Linked DNA regions of Mus musculus: region 1 is linked to region 2. Evidence: chromatin contacts called from public Hi-C data. All regions are on one chromosome and are shown on one strand. The core of a region is the stretch at or near the end of the contact, and the rest is flanking DNA. Distances in the headings are between cores, read along the strand shown. Region 1 has its middle 180 kb from the start of Msc. Region 2 overlaps Gm31195 (a long non-coding RNA gene).

What was found. A called contact is a pair of places that touch in the nucleus more often than the background predicts.
Region 1: a contact with region 2 is called in a Hi-C map of bone marrow-derived macrophages, with 11 read pairs. The contact joins two enhancer-like sites. A contact is called at or near these places in 2 of 15 datasets of contacts at CTCF or cohesin (large pre-B cells and pro-B cells) and 4 of 484 Hi-C or Micro-C datasets (the N1E-115 cell line, bone marrow-derived macrophages and uterus).

Annotation. Positions count from the first base shown.
Region 1 is chr1:14,576,603-14,582,918 of GRCm38.p6, forward strand. No RefSeq gene overlaps it. Among named protein-coding and RNA genes, the nearest start is that of Msc, 180 kb to the right of the region's middle. Within about 2 kb of position 2,964, at least 11 of the 459 cell types and tissues checked have an H3K27ac peak or open chromatin away from gene starts, as enhancers often do. A contact at or near this core is called in bone marrow-derived macrophages, where this site is marked.
Region 2 is chr1:13,863,036-13,868,770 of GRCm38.p6, forward strand. All of the region lies in intron 1 of Gm31195 (a long non-coding RNA gene), which reads left to right. Among named protein-coding and RNA genes, the nearest start is that of Gm31195, 19 kb to the left of the region's middle. Within about 2 kb of position 2,881, at least 2 of the 459 cell types and tissues checked have an H3K27ac peak or open chromatin away from gene starts, as enhancers often do. A contact at or near this core is called in bone marrow-derived macrophages, where this site is marked.

The sequences.
Region 1 (6,316 bases), core at 1,714-4,213, 710 kb after region 2:
GTACAGGATAGAAAGAAAAAAAATCAATAGTAGTGCTTTAGCTTTGAAGATGATGCATTGTGGGTAATATTTTATCCTTATTAAAAATAATACTGTAACTTTAGTTTTTTAAAAATAACACACTTCAGAAAACCTCTATCTAGCCTACATGTCTATTTCTATGTACAAGGTCAAACCTAAGGAAAGATGAACAAGGTTAAGGGCCTCACCACATCTAGCCAAGGAGAATATCCTACTGCTGTAGGTCACAGTAGCACAGAAGAGACGGTGGTATTGGGAGCTGTTTTGTGATGTAGAGCTGGCTTCATTCTAAAGTGCTTATGAGACACCCAGCCTCCTTTCTATGTACCAACAGTGGGCATGATGCCTACTGCATTACAATGTCTGAAGCTCTCCTGCACAGGAAACTCAGGCACGATGAAGTGGACATAACTCGGAGCTGAGACTCAGAACTGAAACTTCCACTGAGATTAGCTCTCTCTACTAGTTGAAGCCTTGGAGGACCGTTAGGAATGGAGAAGTTCTCTGTACATCTGAGAAATGTCTTGGTTCCTTTTGGGTTAAGATGTCTCTGCTGTAGTCTCTGCTGCTGACTGAGGTGGAACCTGCCCATAGTCAGACGTCCGGAGTCAGAGCACCCTGGAATTTTTGCACTCAGCACTGCCACATAACCTGCCTCTCTATACATAGGTATTGTTCACCAATGGGCTCTCCCTTAGGTAAGGCCCCGGGCAATGAATGGAAATTCCCCCTTGTTCTTTAACACTTCTACCCAATGTGGCAAATACAGAGGCCACTTCCACTAGAATTGCAGGAGCTCACATATGATTGTTCTACTTTTGCAAAACCCAGAGGCAGCCACCAAGAAACTCATTGGGTAGAGTAGTGGACCCAGAAATAGTAGGTTGCTGGCACATAATAGCTTGTCAAAAGGCAAATGGAGGGACTGTGTTCTTCTATGCTTTAAGATCTGAGTACATCTCAGAGCATTAAATATTAGTACTTATGATAAGGTTGCCTCTTTTTATTATAGTTGGATATATAGTATAGGAAACGTGATAAGTGGGTCTGAAGAGGTAGCTCAGTCTGCAGAGTGCTTGAAAGCATGAAGACCTATTTAACAGGATTTATCCATCATTCATGTAAGTCTGAGTACAGCTGTGCATGCCTGAAATCCTTGGCCTGGGAAGGCAGAAACCGAAGGATCCCTGGAGCTCATTAGCCCACCATGCTGAATCAGTAAGCTCCAGGCTTAGTGACAGTCCCTGTCTCAAAAACAATAATGTGGAGAGTGACTGAGGAGGAGATCTGACACTGACCTTTGTCCTCCACACATGTGAATTTATGTGGATGTGTGCCTGCAGGTGCATTATTGCATATACACAGGAATATGCACATGTAATACATGGAGGTACACATAAGTCTATATCCACTAAGGATATATGGAACACAGACAAGTGCAATGATGTGAATCAACATTTTTATAGCATATGCGTTAACTTCTATATTGAACATGAGTTGACTGATCCACTGTCTGCTAATCCCTAGGAAGAAGCCCGATGGCATAAAGCTTAGGGCTATAGGACATTGGAGTCTGTGAGGAGTGTCCTTGGGATTGCGTTTAGTACACACTGCTGCTCCTACCTCTGATGAACAACCGTAGTCTATAGCTTCCACCTCTTGCCAATTCACACACCCCTCTCGCACTTCAAGATATTCAGCTATATGGCTGTGTTTTCTATTCACAGCTTATCGGAAAGTTTTGGGCAGAAGAAAAGCACACTTCATTTTAATTGTCTGTTCCAATGTGTCATGTTTATGTGCCCCCAGCACCAGGTTTGCAGTAAATAATTTAAGGGATTTGATCACTGCTTCTCCTTGTAACAAGGAGGGTTAGGTGGAGAAGTGAATAGTGTTAGAGAATAGGCAAGATCACCCAGCACAGAGCAGAAGCTCTCTTGCAACTGGTCAGACAGAGACTTAGCCACTGAGATGGCAATTCTCTTTGCACTGGGGTTTTGGTTTCCCATAAGGCCACACTATAGCTAACATACAGCCTTCTGCATGTCAGAAACATCTCCAGAAGATGAGGGAGGTTTTCCTAAAGCAGCAATCTTTGTTGAGCAAATTTTTATTTTATTTCTAATTTGGACAAAATTGCCAACATTAAGCCTGCTAGTAAAACCTTAATTTCTCAAAACTGTTCACCTGTGTGTCAGCCATATGAGTTAACCTGTGAACAATGGGTTGATCCACTGAGGTTGAAATTCAGGCTCTTTCTGAAAAGTCAGTATGGTCACTGTGCACTTTTGAAAGGTCTATATGGCAGAGACTGAGTCATGCTACTCTGGAAGCATGACAATAAAACTTGAACCCACTGTGTTTGTCTGTCCCTTAGAGTGTCTCCAAACACAGGGGATTATTGGGCTGATGTGGGGCTCTGATGGATGGCTCTTCTGCCCTTAGCTTTGAGAGCCTTTCTGCCATCACGAAACAATGTCATAATTTCATGAAGGTCATGGGAGAAACTGAATGCCTTTGAAGGTGAGGAAAAGTCAGTCTCCAGGGAAGAGAAGACAATAGGCCATCAAAAGGAAACACGATCCATCCAGGAATTTGGAACAGTAACTTTTGTATTTGATGTATCACTAGATAAGTGGTCCATCCTCAGTATCAAACCCTCTTGGGAGCTTTTCTTATCGTTAGCCAATAAAAGTCTGCTATCTTACGTTTTCTTTGTCTATTCTCAGGGTTATAGAGTTTCTCTGAGTTTTTTTCCCTCATGATTATCCTACCTAACAAAGGAAAGAGTTAGTGTCCTTAGCCATCAGCAAAAAAGTTACAAGCAGGGGGAAAAATACATGATTGAAGAACTGAACATGTAATCCCACACAGAGGTATTAAAGGAAAGATCCCTTGAGCTAGCAGACCACAGGACAATGGGTCAGCGATTTCATTTCTATTTCTGACACTGTCATTGACTCAGGGTACTGGGGAAGTCCAAGGTTCCTGTTTTCAAAACTTTATTGACTATGAAAGCACTTATCAACTATTTGGGAAAAAAATGATGTTTGCTGAGCACCCAGAATCTAGAGGCCTTTTTCCAGGGCAGAAAGTGAAAAGAATTTCTGTCTTTAAGCAAATGGGATGATTATCCTCTACCAGCAAAAATGAGCAAAGATATATACAAGGACGTGAGGAGTAGACTGTGAGATTGGAAGTCTTCTTTTAGGGCTCTAAGAAGGGTCCTTTTTCTTTTCACTTTCTGTATGCATACATGTGTGGAAGTGTCCAAATGCCTCAGGGAGGCTGGAAGACAACCTCAGTGCCACTCTCAGGAACATCAGCCACCGCCTGCCTTTGAAACAGCTTCTCCTATTGACTTGGAGCTAACTGATTTGGCTAACTGGCTGGCCAGCCAGCTCCAGGGATCCCGCTCATTAGCTTGTGCATTCCAAAGAGGCAAATGCCATTTTCTTGGGCTTGGAACATGACACATTTTTGCTGTGAGCCTAAGGCAGTGTGTTCATTTTTTAAAATGAGAAAATTGAGCATGGGAGAGCTTAGATGATTTGTTTATGCCCTTGAGTATCCTAAACCTGCAATTAATGCCTTTGACTCCTGACTCTCAAAGCATTTGCTTGTAAGTGAGTGTTAATACTGACTGCACACACGAATTATCATACATGCATGCATGCATGCATGTTTATATATACATATATATGTATGTGTATATGAAAGTGCAATGAAGAAATTCATTAGTTTGTAAAATTAATATACACCAATAAACTTTAAAAGAGTTAATAGAAAGTAGTATTCTGCACTATGGATTCCAACTAAATACTCAGTATAGCACAATTTGATGACAAACAAGAACTTTTTTTTTTTTTCAAGACAGGGTTGCTCTGTGTAGCTCTGGCTGTCCTGGAACTCACTCCGTAGACCAGGCTGGCCTCAAACTCAGAAATCCACCTGCCTCTGTCACCCAAGTGCTGGGATTAAAGGCATGCACTACCACTGCTCGGCAAATAAGAACTTTTTAAATAGTTTTAAAAAAACAATACTATTCCAGGGGAAAGCACCAATCCCTGACACTATTAATGATACTCTATCATGCCTGCAGATAGGAACCTATCAAAGCTGTTCCCTGAGAGGCTCCACCCAGCAGACTCAGAAGGATGCAGAGACCCATACGCAAACATTGGATGGAGATTAGGGACTCTTATGGAAGAGCTGAGGACCCCGAAAGGGATAAGAATTCCATGGGAAGACCAACAGAATCAACTAACCTGGACCCTTGGGAGCTCTCAGAAACTGAACCACCAACCAAAGAACATACATAGGCTGGACCTTGGTTGCCTCCACCTTGCACATATGTAGCATATATGCAGCTTGGTGTACATTTGGGTCCCAAACATCTGGAGAGGGAGGGCTATCCCTAATGCTGTTGCCTGTCTGTGGAATCCATTCCTTTAACTCAGGTGCCTTGTCTGGCTTCAGTGGGAGAAGAAACACTTAGCCCTGTAGAGACTTGATGTGCCAGGGTGGGGAGATACCTGGGAGGGAGGATCTCTCAGAGGAAAAGGGGAGGGGGCGAGGGGGAGGGGTTGTGAGAGGTGGAGACCAGACCTGGATGGGTGAAATAAATTAATTTTAAAAATAAGAAGAAATAAGAAAACAAAGAAAATACCATATTTAAAACCAAACAAACAAATAAACAGTAATAACAAATTTTTTGAGGCTATGACATGAATTTTAATAGCATCGCAAGCCTTAAACCAATCTAAAGAAGGTAATCTGCCCTACATCATGGCAGACAGTGTTAATACTGTTGAATTTCACAACTTTGCTCTAATGTAACTGATTTCAGCACATCAGTACTCCTTTGTGAATGGGATATAAGATGAATAAAGTCTGGATCAGCGAACAATCAGCATCGTGTACAGGATGGGATTGCACTGTGGCAGTGCCCCGGAGTAGTGGAGGATGCTCCTGGCGTCTACCAGGCTTCTGCTTGGAGGGCAGGCTTTCTGCCTGCTCACTCTCTATGCCAGGGAAAAACATCTGCCTTAGGAACAGTCTTAAATCTCAACTCATGAGTTCTATGCAATCTAACAAACAAAACAAAAACAACAAAAAACCCCCACAGAAGTCTGGCGACAATCATAAACTATGGTAATAAAAAATTCTGACCTTTAAATTTCTTCCTTTTATAGAATTTACATTATAAAGTATTTGTTCATTGTGTAGTATTTACATTATAAATAATGGAACCAATACCAATAACCATTGTTAAACAAATAATAAACAATACAATTAAAAACTAGAGGCTTATAATGTGATACTTAGAGTATGATAATTGACAAGTGTCAAGAGAGTCTCTTTTTCTGGGTTTGAAAATTTTATTTTTGATTGTATTGAAAATATTCTCTATACTTTTGGTATGGTATTTTTCACATTTCTTTGTGTCCTAATTCAAAAGCTAGGTCTTTTCATGGTCTCTAAACTACGTTCTGCTTATATATATATATTCACTTTAGTTTGTCTTTGACCACTACAGAGTGATCCAGTTTCCCTACCTTGCCTTTGAGCTCTGATCCACACACTATTGACCCTATTGGTGACCATCCTTTTACAGTGAGCACTAGATCTATAACCCCCATTTACTAAGGAATCTAGGAGAGCAGCATGTAATAGCAAATAGATTTATTCACAGTGAGAACAAACCATGGAAGCAAAGCTTCTGTCCACCTTCTCTGCAGCAGTTACAGATTTATACGAAGTAAGAGACAAAAGGCGGGAGATGTACATGGCCATCTAATGAGCAGAACCATGGCTCTTCCTGGACACAGGTTCCTCTGATGGCTAGCAACACACATCAGACTTTGCTTTCTTTTAGCACAGGACTCTGGGAAAGTTTTATGTCTTTGGTCTCACTGTGTTAATAGTCTGTAGTTTAAGGGGCTTACAAGGTCTGCCTTTGGACTGTGTCATCTCCTGCCAGAACACTTTCAATCATTCATTCCTTTCCACTTCCTGTTTGGACAGAGGGAAATGGAGTCAATTATTACGTATGAATTCAAGCACTTATGATAAGTATTAGGGTGAATGCAAGAGTTGGAAAAGAGGGCGGAGATGTTTGGAGGCTAGGGCACAGCTGTATTCACATTGGAGCTGCTGAACTTGGGGTGGGATTAAAATCTACTTTGAATACCTCATGTTTCCTGCAGGGTATTTACAGCATTTCTCCAGGTTCCTGACTGTGCACCAGTAGAGATTTTTTTTGTCTTGGAATCATTGCAGTTAGTAGGTCTGT
Region 2 (5,735 bases), core at 1,631-4,130:
GCCTCCGGTTTTTAAAATTTTATTATCTTCTTTATTTACATTTCAAATGTTATCCACCTTCCTGGTCTCCCTCCAAAATCCCTCTCCCAGTATCCTCCCCCATCCCCTTGCTCACCAACCCACCCACTCCTGCTTCCTGGCCCTGGCATTCCCCTACACTGGGGCTTAGAGCCTTTATAGGACAAAGGGCCTCTCCTCCCATTGATGACTGACTAGGCCATCCTCTGCTGCATATCTAGCTGGAGCCATGAGTCCCACCATGTGTTTTCTTTGGTTGGTGGTTTAGTCCCTGGAAGCCCTGGGGGTACTGGTTAGTTCATATTGTTGTTCCTCTATGGAGCTGTAAACCCCTTCAGCTCCTTGGGTCCTTTCTCTAACTCCTTCATTGGGGACCCTGGGCTCAGTCCAATGGCTGTGAGCATCCACTTCTGTATTTGTCAGGCACTGGCAGAGCCTGTACTACAGGGCAATTGTGATTTAAACAAAACAAAACAAAACAAAACAAAACAAAACAAAACCTTCATGGTATTGGTACAGTGACAGGCAGGTAGATCAATGGAATAGACTTGAAGATCCAGAAATGAACCCACACACCTGTGGTCACTTGATCTTTGACAAAGGAGCTAAAACCATCCAGTGTGTGTGTGTGGGGGGTGGGGGGGGTGGGGGGAAGCATTTTCAACAAAAGAAGAACCTCTTTAGCTTAGCTTAGAAAGTGACAAGCCATTTCCTAGATAAAGAAGCAAGGGAAAACAGGTCAAGGTAGGAGTAGCAACAAAGTCTGAGTTCTGTAGGAATGTATGCATGGCTGCACTGTGGCCAGCTAGTCGAGGTGAGCAGACAGGCAGGGAAGTGCATAGAAAAGATGCTATCCAGGCTAGGGAGCACTCAAGGGTGTCAAAGGCTGCTGTCATTGGAGATAATATTTCCCAGTGTTCTTCCTTTCCAATTTCCTCTTTCTTTGCACACCCCAGACTCTAGCCAAACTGAGGTCATTATTAGCATCTCCTCTGCTGACTCCTACCCCCCCCCCCCCCACACACACACCCTGGGCTCTGGGGAGCTGTCCTGGAGGTTGGACAGATCCTGCTCATCAAAATACAGTTCTTCTGACCTCATGAGAGCATGAAGGAAAGCACCGCTTTAAAACAAAGTCTCCTTCTGACCTGGAATATCTGAAATAAGTGAGAGAGGTGGGCCTGTTTATGTGATAAGTGCTTCCATGAGGTGGGCGATTAATGGTGTTTTCTGCCAAAGAGTGAGGGGACAAAAGGTTTCCCTGGGCTGTTCTTGGCTGGAAAAGTCAGCTCTCTGCTCAGCAGAACAAATCCTTGTTAGCACTTTACACAAGAGTCTCCCAGCTTTTCCTATTTACACTGCAAGTGCACTGGAACCCGTAGAGTGGTTCTGTGTACCTGAAGTTTGTCATTTGTTTGAGGACACTATATTCATGGAGGATGAGAAAGGCAAGATTTGGAAGAGAAGAGAGGACCATTAAAAAGCCAGCCAACACAGGCAGACCTCTCTTTGGCAGGGCAGATACTTAAAAGACTACTCCAAAATGAGTCCCAAATGAGAGTTCCCTCCATGCCTCTTTGCTGGAAAGTTACATGGATCCCAAGCTATAAATGCCATCTTCCAGAACAGGCTGTCTCCAAGAGCAGTGCATGCAGCCAGGCCCTGGCTTCAGGCAGGGGTCCGTACAGCACCCGGGGTTCCTATTACGGTGCCCCCAGGTCTCAGCTTATGAGGTTTTTTAATTCATTAGGTACTTTAGAAAGTAAACTATGCATCTCAAACATGTTCAGTTGCTTAATTTCTTACCAACAGAGGCCCACACATGTGCGGAAAAGACTTGCCCAGGTTTTAAGAATCATGCTTCATTATAGAATGAAAAGGCAAAACATGAATAAAGCCAGGCAGTCATGAGAAAAAATACATTCCATAAAGCAAAGCCTACACTTCACATTACAGCAGAGATTATTCTATTATTGGGTATACCTTTTGCACAAGACTAAATTTATCAATCTATATATGTTGAACCATCCCTGCATCTTTTTGATGAAGCTTACTTAGTCATAGTGGATGACTTTTTAGATCTATTCTTGGATTCGGTTTGTGACTGTTTTATTCAGAGCTTTCGCATCTATTTTCATAAGGAAATTGGTCTGCAGTTCCCTTTCTTTGTTGAATGTTTATTGGGATGAGTTCATTGTCTCTCAAGATAGACACATTTTCCAGGAGAGCTGAAACAAGAAAGAATCTAATGTAGTGGACTCTGCTGGACAGCTTTTGCTTGCTACTTCATGTGGCCTGAGAATTTTATGGCTACTATCCCAGCAAAGATACTTAAGCAACATGCTACTGTTGTGACATTTAAATGTGTAGACTCTGATTGTTCATCAAGACACAATTGTACATAGCAAGAAATGAATTTAACACAGAACTTGGGCAGGTAGGAAATTGAAATAAAGTTAGTCCTTTGTCATAGTATGAGAAGCATTTGGGCAAATTAAGTCTTCTTAGTATTTTCCTACATTAGACTTTAAGGAGGAAGAGTGGATAATAGACTAGTAACTGGACAAAGGCACTAACTAAACACTTGTTAGGTGTGAGGCTCAGTGCTGAATACTTAATTATATCTGACAAAGTTGCTTAGGCTGCTACTATCTACCTGTTATACCAGCAATTCTCAACCCCTTTCACAGGGGTGGCCCTAAGACCCATTGGAAAACAAAGATACTATATTATGATTCATAACAGTAGAAAATTACAGGCATGTAGTAATGAAAATAATTTTATGGTTGGGGAGTCACCACAATATGAGGAACTGTTTTTGAAGAGTTACAACATCAGAAAGGCTGAGAACTACTGTGTTATACTATTATTTCCACATTAGGAAACTCAGAAATGGGAGTGTGGTGGTTTGAATAGGAATGGTCCCCACTGGCTCATATATTTGAGTGCTTGGTCCAAAGTTTGTAGAACTGTTTGGAGAGGATTAAGAGGTGTGGCCTTTTTGGAGGAGGTGTGCTATTAGGTGTGGATTTTGAGGTTTCAAAAGTACAAGTCTTGCTCTGTCTCTGCATCTGGCCTACAGATAAGGATATAAGCTTGTAGGTATGTCTCCAGTGCTATGTCTACCTACCATGGATTAGCCCTCTGGAACTGAAAGCCAGCTCCTAATTAAATGCCCCCTTTCTTTGTAAGTTGACTTGGCCATGGTGTCTGTTCACAGCAAGAGGACAGTGATTAATGCAAGGAGAGGTGAGTAGTGCCTGTGGCTGACTCCATCCTGATGAGATACTAGGATGAACTAGGCTCAACTTCAAGCTTTTCTGGTTTGTGGGAACTGGGTCACTATCACTATCACTATCACTATCAATCACTATCACTATCACTATCACTATCACTATCACTATCACTATCACTATCACTATCACTATCACTATCACTGGATCACTATGGATACTGTCCTTCATTCCTGGTGTGTTGCTCTCTTGGCTGGTTGATTTCTAGTTGCAGAGAGCTAGGAAGATCCTGTGGAGGTAGATGAGAAAGTATGAGGAAAGAGTCCAAACAGGAAGCTGCTGGCTGTCACTCTTCCGGGTAAGTACAGATCTGCTGTAGACCAGGAGAGTAGGTGGGGGTCAGGAGGGAGGGAAAAGAGCTGACATTTAAAGACCTGGAGTGAGCCAGTCACCTTCCTTGACTCTTCACAATCATGGAGAAAATTCATTGACCCTTTCATGTTTTCAGAGCGAGGTTAACAATTTGTATTGGCAAAACTTGGCCGTAGAGAGAGCAGAGAAGGCAGCAGACTTCGTGGCTTATTCCCAGCTAGTACAGCCATGTGTTTCCACAAAGGAAAAAGGCAGTTTTCTCTCTTTGGGTCTCTAGGAGGGCATGAATAGAGTTATGAGGTTGGCTGAAGTCTCCTGAATGCCAAGAGTAAGCATGTGGGATATAAAAATGCCTGCCCTGTCTTCCTCACCTGGAGGCCCCCTGTTTCCCTGGAGAAGCTGGTTTTTAATCAGGGTTGTTATCATAGCCTAAAATAGAGCTTCAAAATGGCTCTCTGCTGAACTCACTGTCCTCCTGTGTAGTATTTGTAGTAAAACTTTTATTTTGATTATGTTAAAGGGTCTTAATCTTAGATATCTGATACCAATGAGTCTCAAGAAGGATTGCTCTCTCTGGCTGGCAGTCCTGTGCTGAGGTAAGGCTGTGCCCTGTCCTAAGTTACTCCATATTGCTTAAAGAGTTGGCTCATTGTTGAAGATGGAGGATACACTGAACCTGGGTGAAGGTGTGGATGATGTCATCTCTCCAGCTCCACCCACACAGCACTCACTGAGAAATGGCTTACTCTTGGGTGTAGAAATAAATAAATTTATTTGGGTAAGTTGGGACCATAGGGATTCATGGACATATCAAAATCATATCATGTAAACAAGACATAGGACTTATTGGACACAATAGACCAAGGACCGAGTGAACTCTCACCGGGATTCTGTAAAGAAGTGCACAGTCCTTTAGGGGCATCAGGTCAGCTCTGTGCCTGCTGTGGTTGTGGTCTGTTTCACTACCATCTGCTGTTCTTCCTGTTTGTGTGCTGGCACCTGAGGTCTACTGATTCATCTAGACCCAGCGCTGTCCTTTCCCCTCCACAGCTTGACTCCACTCTGTAGATTTTCTTCTCAAATCTGTGACCAGCAATGGCCTTACTCAGCAGCCACAGCAGTAGCCACCATTCCAGAAGTTGATGATCTTATGTTCTACAAAGACACCGTTTTAAGTCTCTGTCAGTTTCCTGCCTCTCAGACCTCTAAGACCTCTTGAATTCTAATGTGGTCTATTAATCCTTTGTAGCCATTCCATAATTTATGTAGGTAAGTAGACAGATAATAGGTAGGTAGGTAGGTAGATGACATAGATAGATAGATAGATAGATAGATAGATAGATAGACAGACAGAGATGAAATTTATCCCAAGGGAGCTTCATTTTGAGATCTCTGCCCATGACAGGAAAGGGAGGAAACTTCTGCTTCAATTCTAACTTGTCAGTAATTACCTTGTGTTCTTAGAGACATCATTTAACCTCTTTGGCTTTTCTGTACTTAATAAATGATAATCAGACTCTTATGTCAGAGTTGTCTATGAAGCTATGAGTTGTCTATGGGGCTATGAATCTATGAGCTGTTTATGGAGCTATGAATTGTCTATGGGGCTTAGGACTCTTATCGCCAGTGGGGTACAGAGAAGGCCACCAACCCAGGGCTTGCTCTTCAGTGTGGAAGGCTTCCAGCCTGTCAGAAGGGCACAGTGGCCAGTTCTATCAACCTGTGACTTATAATGACAGTACTTTCAATATGAAGAGTGTCATGGGTTTTAAAAAGAATATTTTATATTTGATTTTCCCCATCCTGCAGAAGGTTCAATTACCTTATAGAATCAGTTAGGAGTAGGAAACTTAAGAGTTAATATATTAACTCAGTACCTCATATATATTCTTTTGTAATTTAACCCAATGGAGAGATGGTTTTTATATCAAAATTTATATTTTAGAGTAAGTTATACCTTAGAACTATGCTAAATTGGTGATGAGAATAGTTGCATATGTAAATCCCAGAATCTTGGCATGTTATGAAAGAAGAAACTGAGGTAAGTCATTTGGCTTTTAGAGTCTCATTCATGCACCTCATTTATAAAACAGAGATAATAAAGGCACTCAT